Linked DNA regions of Mus musculus: region 2 is linked to region 1. The links are chromatin contacts, called in public HiChIP or PLAC-seq maps. All regions are on one chromosome and are shown on one strand. The core of a region is the stretch at or near the end of the contact, and the rest is flanking DNA. Distances in the headings are between cores, read along the strand shown. Region 1 has its middle 200 kb from the start of Nrg1. Region 2 has its middle 14 kb from the start of Gm22140.

Evidence for each region. HiChIP or PLAC-seq counts read pairs in DNA pulled down with a chosen protein or histone mark.
Region 2: a contact with region 1 is called in a FOXA1 HiChIP or PLAC-seq map of pancreatic cancer cells. The contact joins two enhancer-like sites. A contact is called at or near these places in 1 of 484 Hi-C or Micro-C datasets (embryonic stem cells) and 2 of 115 datasets of contacts at active chromatin or transcription factors (extraembryonic endoderm stem cells and pancreatic cancer cells).

What each region holds. Positions count from the first base shown.
Region 1 is chr8:31,719,166-31,723,604 of GRCm38.p6, forward strand. No RefSeq gene overlaps it. Among named protein-coding and RNA genes, the nearest start is that of Nrg1, 200 kb to the right of the region's middle. Within about 2 kb of position 1,561, at least 55 of the 459 cell types and tissues checked have an H3K27ac peak or open chromatin away from gene starts, as enhancers often do. A contact at or near this core is called in pancreatic cancer cells, where this site is marked.
Region 2 is chr8:32,198,259-32,202,098 of GRCm38.p6, forward strand. It overlaps a transcript of Nrg1 not described here. Among named protein-coding and RNA genes, the nearest start is that of Gm22140, 14 kb to the left of the region's middle. Within about 2 kb of position 2,038, at least 38 of the 459 cell types and tissues checked have an H3K27ac peak or open chromatin away from gene starts, as enhancers often do. A contact at or near this core is called in pancreatic cancer cells, where this site is marked.

The DNA.
Region 1 (4,439 bases), core at 311-2,810:
CTGTGTTCAGCCTCTGGGCCTAATATCATCCATGATTCCTAGGATCTGCTTATACATAGGAACCATGGATCCAGCTCAAGGGCAGGTCCTAAGGCCTGACACTATTACTGAGGCTATGGAGAGCTCACAAAAAGGGACTTAGCAGGACTGCCCTCCAAAAGACCCAACGAGCAGCTGAAAGAGTCAGATGCAGATATTTACACTCAACCAATGGACAGAAGTAGCTCACCCCTGTTGGTGAATTAGGGAAGGCTGAAAGAAGCTAAGGAGAAGGGTGATCCTATAGGAGGACCAGCAGTCTCAACTAATCTGGGTCCTCGAGATCTCTCAAACACTGGACCACCAAACGGACAGCATACACCAGCTGATATGAGACCCCCAACACACATACAGTAGAGGACTTCTGGATCTGTGTTCATTCAGAGATGATGCACCTAACCCTCAAGAGACTGGAGGCCCCAGGGAGTTTAGAGGTCAAGTGGGGTGGAGGGGTGGGGGGATGGGGCATCCAGGTGGACACAGGGGTGGGGAAGAGGTGTGGGATGTGGAGCAGTCAGAGGGTGGATTGGGGCAGGGGGCGAGGAATGGAATATGGAGTGTAAAAAAAATAATTTTAAAAATAAAAATAAATAAAATTTTTCAGGAAAAAAGGATCACACTGATCACTGTCTTGCTGACTCTGTGACATCTTAGACACTCCATAGAGAGCCACTGAGGACCCAGCTTGTTCTTGGCAGCCACTGTTGATGGAGAACTGCCTTCCTTCTCCTGTGCCTAGCATCTTCCTCATTCCTTTTCCTATTTTTGCTCTAGGTTTTCAATTTAATGACACCGTTCATTACTCTGTCACTATCTGGATAGTGGGGTTGGTTGGTTGGTTGGTGTTTCTTTTATTTAAATCAACAATGTTCCTTTGAGCTTGGCAAATGTCAAGGAAGATAGATTCCATTTTTACAGGCCTATTTTCTAAGCTACTGTCCTTCATGGAGCTAGATAAGGCAGACTAGTTGTGTCGAAGACAGGAAGTCAGCATGGCCCCCCTATCTTAAGATTGCATTTTCTGAAAGCAAGCTGGCCTCTATCTAATCGCCATAAGACACCCGCACCCCCACCCCCACTCCTGGGCTGCAACCAAACACAAATTGGCTGATCTCTTAATAAAACACTAGTAAGGGTTAGAGAAAGAGGTTGGAGTTTAAGTGAAACCACCTGGAAAACACTTAATTGTTCAGTCACCAATAATCTGAATAGACAGGGAATATTCGAACATGCCATTTGGACTCAAATAGAATTATAAGTCAATATTTAGAAACACATACATTTGGGGGTAAAACTCAGGGCTCAGATTCCAAACTAAGTTGTAACACAAATGCCACAATTTGTTATGGAGTTGGTTGTGGAGAAGGAAAGTGTGGGTACGGGGGTACATTAATAAATACCCACAATTCACCGGGAAGAACATTGTGCCAAGGAGAGTCAGAGGGTAAGACAATGCTAAGACGCTTGGGTGCTGAGATGTTTGGCAGTGGATTTTCCTGTGTTGGTTTTTAAGATGCCTGCTGGCTGAGTCAGAGAAAAGAATGAGGCTAGCAAGTTGGTGGGGTGGGGGATGGGTGTAAGCAGAGGCAAACAGAAGAGAGATCTCAGGATGCAAGCTCTGCTGGATCAGCTCCATGCCAACCAACAGGGTTTGCACAACTCTCATTACCCTGAAGTTGCAGACAAAAGGTTTGCCTTTGTTAAAGTTGGCCTCTCACCCTCGGCATGCCTTCCCTGTGTTTAGCAGAACCCTTGAAGAGGTTGTGTGTCTGTGTGTCTCTGTGCGTGTCTTTGTGTGTCCCTGCAAATTTAGGACCCTTTGTACTAATAGTAGCTAATGGATTATAGTGGTGATATTAAAAGAAGGCCCTGGGTTTATAACTTCTATTTCCCAGCTCCTGTTCTGTGTGTGTTAAAGTGCTAGAACATACCATGAGTTTGGTACCAATTGCATCCCCATTTTTTTTTTCAGTTGAAGAAACCTGAGCCTAAGAGTTAAATGACTTGTTCAACATCACATCTATGATTCACAATGGAGTGAAAACTAAAAATGCTTGGACTGTCTAATCCAATGGTTCCCCACCTGTAAGTTGTCATCCTTTTGGGGGTCAGATGACCATTTCACGGGGGTTGTATACTAGATATCCTGCATATCAGATATTTACATTATGATTCATAACAGTAGCAAAAACACAGTTATGAAGTAGCAGTGCAAATAATTTTATGGTTAGGGGTCACCACGACATGAGGAACTGCAATAAAGGATCACAGCATTAGGGAAATTGAGAGCCATTGGTCTAATAATCTTTACCTTCCCAAGGTTCAGTCTATTTACAGCCATGGAGAAGCAGGATGCACATCAAAGTGACATCCAGGGCTCTGCTTTAAAATCCTGACCCCACCCATCCTAATCCTGCCATTGCTCTCTAGGATCAAATGGAGCCACCAGGATGGGAGAAACCAGGACCCAGAAAAAATTCCCAGGAGGACACTGAAAGTTCTCAGGAATTGGATGGGGGTCACTAGGGCCAAGAAGAACTGTAACACCCCCCCCACCATAGCACAGTGTTTCTGTGGCGATTATACACTTAATATAATGAGAATATACAGTATGAAACTAAGTTTGAAAATGGAGCAGAATGTTTAGAATTCTGCCAATCCTGAAACCAAGGAGGGTGGTTGCTGTATGAAATTATCTGCCTTGTGTACCTGTGCATGCACACGTATGTGCGTGTTGACGGTGGCAAGTGGGATCTGTTTAAGCCACGGACATATCAGATACCGAAGTTGCTTTTTCAGTATCCTACTGTCTGATAGCAAAGAGCTGCAGAAAGAGACACTGTCTCTATGCAGTAGTATGATAGGTCATAAAGAATCCCCAGCTGCCAGAGTCACAAACAACACTCCCTGAGACCTAGTTATACATGGAGGTTTTGTGTCATTCTATTGCTCTCCACTGACTACATGCACCAGTCCTTTATCCTGGCAGGGTCTCATGGGCATAGGGAGGAAAGACCATAGGCCTGCCCCAAAGCCATGCCACTATCTCCAGCTTTCAGGAACCTTAAAAGAGCTCTTTAAACAATTAGAAGAGAACAGTGTTGTCTTAGTTGATCTTACTATTGCTGAAACAAAACACCAAAAACCAAGTTGGGAAGGAAAGGATTTAGTTGGCTTATTCTTCCACCTTGTAGTCAATCCGTCACTGAAGAAAGCTAGGACATGAACTCAAGCAGGGCAGGAACCTGGAGGCAAGAGCTGATGTAGAGGCCATGAAGGGATGCTGCTTACTGGCTTGCTCCCCATGGCTTGCTCACCCTGCTTTCTTATAGAACAGGACCACCAGGCCAGGAATGGCACCACCATCCCTCAATGGACTGGGCCTTATCAATCACTAATTTTTTTTTTTTAATGCTTTACAAGCTTGCCTTCAACCCAGATCTTAGGGAGGCATTTTCTTAATTGAGATTCCCTCCTTTCAGATGAATTTAGCTTGTATCATGTGAAGCTACAATTATCCAGCACAAATATCTTGAATGACCTTGTACCCTACCTCCTGACATCCTCAGCAAACTGCTTTTCTTACAGGTTTGACTTCCAATAATATAAGACAGTCTTTGTTAAAAGCCCTTTGACACTGAGAGGAGCTAGAGGGAAGCCTGCCAGAGCGTGTCCTTTTTCTGAGACAGAACAGGAAGCTGCTAAAACAGACTCGTATGAAGCATTGTGGTGACATTTGTCTCCATGTTTCCTCACATATTGTGACTGTGTTACACCTGGAAGGGGTTTGTTTTAGCTGGCACTTCACAGAGAGTTCGGTACACAAAAGGCACTCCACATTTTTGCTGAAACACAAGAACAAATGGACCCTGAAAGGTAAAGAAATCTTTCAGCTGAAGTGAGATGTATAAAAAGGTTTTTTTTTTAATTCTTTCTCTCATTGATTACAAAGAAAAATCAGATCCCCAAACAAAGCTGTCACAATCCCAACAACCTTTTACTTCCTGCAGTTTTCTCACTCCCTCATCCCCACAGAGAACAATATCTGACCAACAGTTCCTGATTTTCTTCTTTCAGGAAAAAGGAATTTACAGGAGTGTTTCCTTGCATGCATCTATTTGTACCGTGTCTATGCAGTATCTGTTAAGGTCAGAAGAGGGCGTCAGATATCTTGGAACGAGAGTTACAGAATAGATAGTTGTGAGCTACCATGTGGGTGCTGGGAACTGAACCCAGGTCCTCTGCAAGAGCAACAGTTGCTCTTAACTGCTGGGCCATCTTTCAGACCCTTGATTTTATTTTACTGTTAGTAAGATTTTTTTTTTCTTTCAGGAACCTAAGTTTTGACTCTTTTCCATTAGGGTTAGACAGCATACTGTTTAAACCTTGCCACAGCTTCA
Region 2 (3,840 bases), core at 788-3,287, 480 kb after region 1:
CTTCTGCCCGTCCCAGAAGCTGTCCGGTTCTCTGGCGCACCCTCTAACCTGTTCAGACTAATTTCCTAAATTCTGCTGAGTCCCGGAACCAAGATGGCGACCGCTGCTGCTGAGGCTGAGGTCGCCTCCCAAGCCAGGCGGACACCTGTCCTCTGGTCCGGATGGTGGCCGGTTGTCTGCCTAAATTAAGGTTTTTATAACTTGTTTCTTTCAGTTACTCTGTCATGGAGCCTCAAAGGAAATATAGTCATTTAGGGTTTTTGTCCTGACCAAGGTCCAAAACAAGAGAGTAATAGAGCCAGGTTCATAAAGTGTGGTCTCCATATAACATCCATGAAACCTAACCTTGTCTACATAGTAAAGGAATAGGAATCCCATCAAGAGCAGTATTCGGGATCCTATTTTCATGCACTCTCATAATATGTACCAGTACTGGGGAGGGTTTTAGTTTGGAGGATTTCAGAACATCTTTTTCTTGGTCTTTCAGCTCTCAAACACAACATTTAGGAAAGAAAGCATGGAGGTTAGATAGGGCTCCCAAGGGGCTCCTGAGGCCCCATTCCCATCCAAGGAGCACTTGGCAGCCCGTGGTTACTACAGCAAGGAGATTCACTTTCCTTTGAGGTGGGGCCACTGACAGGTTGCCTGTGCCTTTGTGAATAATCCCACAGCTGTGCACATGTGGACAGTACTGGTTCCAAAAAAGTCTTGAAGTTGGAAAGGGAGATTAAACTGGGTTTTGCATGGAAGGATTAGGTGGTGGATTTGCTTAAGATATTTTGTATACCTCTGTGAAATTAAAACAAAACATGAGTAATTATATATTTATGGCCCAAGGAAGAAATTGGTCCCATGTTAACAATGCTTAGGAGCTTTAAGTTAAAGCTCAGGAACTCTGCCAACCTTACAGCTGAGGGGCACACAGAATTAATTTTTGTTTATACATCTTAATAAAAATTGTTTTCTGAAAGGATTTGAGAAGCTCATCCACGTAAGTTTATAAATGGATTCTAATACTAAGGGCAAGATTTCCATGAACAATGTTGGACCCCCATCCTCCCAGCCAAACCTTAAACCTGAAGAATAGAGCTGAAAATAGATTTTTTTGGTAGCAAGTACATAAGGTCCTACGACTGGTGGCACATCTTACAGTATAACATTCTGAAACTCTTAGCTAACTGCCTCTCTTTCTGTTACTTGAATTCAAGTCCTCCTCACTTCTTCAATTACTGATAATTATTTTTTTTTCTTACCCTCCATTTTCTTATCTCCGAAGTGGAAATAACAACATGGAATTTTCAGGCTGTCGTGAGATAAATACATTCAGTGTGTCCATCAACAAGTGTACCGCTTACTTGGAGACCCACTCTGACCCTGATTGTTGATATCTGGAGACGGTGCACTCAGCTTACTGGATAGATTTGGAGGAATAACTTATCTATATTTCCCCTCTCTTTACTCAAAACATTTACCATCCTTCATCTTGCTTGTTTCTGCTGGAGAACAGAAAACAGGTCTATCGAAGTATCAAAACATTAATAATCAAATTTCACAATTACTTTGTTGGCCTTGATATACTTTCTGAATTCCAACCCGATAGCTTGCTCTTCAACTTCCTTCCCATTTCTCATGCCTTCGTTTTTTTATGAAGTGGGGCCTCGTTAGTAACCGACTGCTAAGGAGAAAGAACTGGCAAAGCCCCTAGATCTAACATGCCTAAGGGCTATGGAATGCCACAGCTTTTGTTTTTCTTAGCTAGAAGAGATGCAAATATTTAACCATGAATCATCTGAGCCAGGACTTCCTCATGGACACAGTGGCAGGCCTTGCAGAATCTTTCTTTTGTCAATGTCTGGATAATCAGGGGCCTTGGAGGATATTTACTCAACTTCTGATCAGGCTCTGCTCCTCCTTTTCCGTGCAAGTGCCCTCTGGAAAGTCTCAGCTCTCGGATTATTTTCTCTAGGATTCCACTGAGCCTTTCCATATTCGCGATAAGTGGAAAGCTTTCACAATTCCAATCCAACACATTCTTCTGCTGCCTTTTGTTACTCAGTCAACAAACACTGCAGAGCACCTTAGGCATGCCAGACAGGACCACTCTGGAAAAGGTTGGAAAGGACACGTTCCAAATAGAAGAAAGTGAAGTCTGCTATGTGATATAGATGAGTTTAAAGGAAGGATTGTACTAAAGCGGAGGATGGAGTGTGTGGGGGCCATGTGGGGTACAGGTTATTCATTGTACATGAGGGAGAACAGGAAAGAAGATCTATGAGAGATTTGCAGAGGAAATTGTACTTCAGTGTCGATGAACAGAAGTCCCCAGAGGGGCTGTGGAGACTTTATTCCAAGCTGAGGCTTGACACACAGGAAAACACAGCAGGAAGAGTGATTGTGCCAGCAGTGCACCTTTAATCCCAGCAATCTGCAGGCAGAGACAGGTGGATCTCTGACCTTGAGGCCAGACTGGTCTAAAGAGCTAGTTCCAGGACAGTCAGGGCTACACAAAGAAACCTTGTAAAGGTGGGGGAGGGGGGGAGGGGGAGGGGGGGAGGGGGAGGGAGAGAGAGAGAATGAACTTCACAGCTAGAAATCAGTATGCAAGAAGAGAATATATATATTCTATACATGTTGTCATAGACAAGAATTGGATAGTAGGTACTATATCCCAAAGTTCAGCTGTCTAGAGACTGTGGTGTTTGTGACAATGTCCTATTGTATATCTCCTTAGGAAAGGATTTAATGAGTACAGGGGGAAATTAGCTTTAATCAGATAACAATGAATAGATAATTGTTTAATTTTATTAAAGTAGTAAGTTCTTCCCATACTTTCTGCTTATTCCCTTACTCATAGAAATTATAATTAAAACATTAACAATCCTTTGAGGATATGTTTTTTTTTTTCTAAAATTCTACTTTAAGTGTTTTAAAACCTCTCATATTTACTAAAGTTGCCCTAACATGCCCAGCATACTGCCCAAAGCATAACGATTTAAGAGAACTCCTGCAAGCTAAGGAAACAACTGGACGCATGTGGTACATGTGTGCTGTATAAGGAATGCCGTGGGGCAGGTAAAGAATGCTTATGGATTTTGCCATGTGATCTGGATCAACTGTAAAGTGAGAAAAATCAACATGCAGAATATTACATTTAATACAACCACATTTTCAAATGCCAGTGATTTCCATTTTCATGGATATAAAGCATATACGTAGAAGAACACACACAGGTTTTTGAGGATTTCCCAAATAGACAACTCTGAGAACAGGATGATGTGTGACAGCCACGATGAAAAGGACATGATACAGTCCCGCTATGTCTGCGTGGGTGTAAAATGATACAGGCAAGCTATTGCAATTCCATCTTTTAATGATGCCATATTTTAGAGGAATAGGATTTGGGGTCACTTTCTCTGTTTAGGTATATTTAGGGATTCATTTCATTTTTTATAATGATTAATGTATTTATGAAATTAAAAGTATTCTTGGAAGTTGTGCATTCACAGCTCAGTGTGTATCATTCATGGATAAGCAAGAAGGTGGCACAAAGCCACATGGTTTACTCATTCATCGCATCTGTTTTGAGTCTGAAGTTCCTAGGTTTGGAACCCAGTTCTTCTTATTACCCGCGTGACCAAAAGTATGTATGTAATTCTGCCATGGCTCCAGTTTCCTTACCTCTAAATTAGCCAAGGTAATAGCACCTACCTCTGTAGCGTTGTGAAGGGAATCAGTCAATAGTTACTTTTAAGTCACTTTGATTTGTGCTTAAAAGAATTTGATTATTACATTAAACAAATCACTACATTTGCCTTACTTAGGGTTTCTGTTGCCACAATG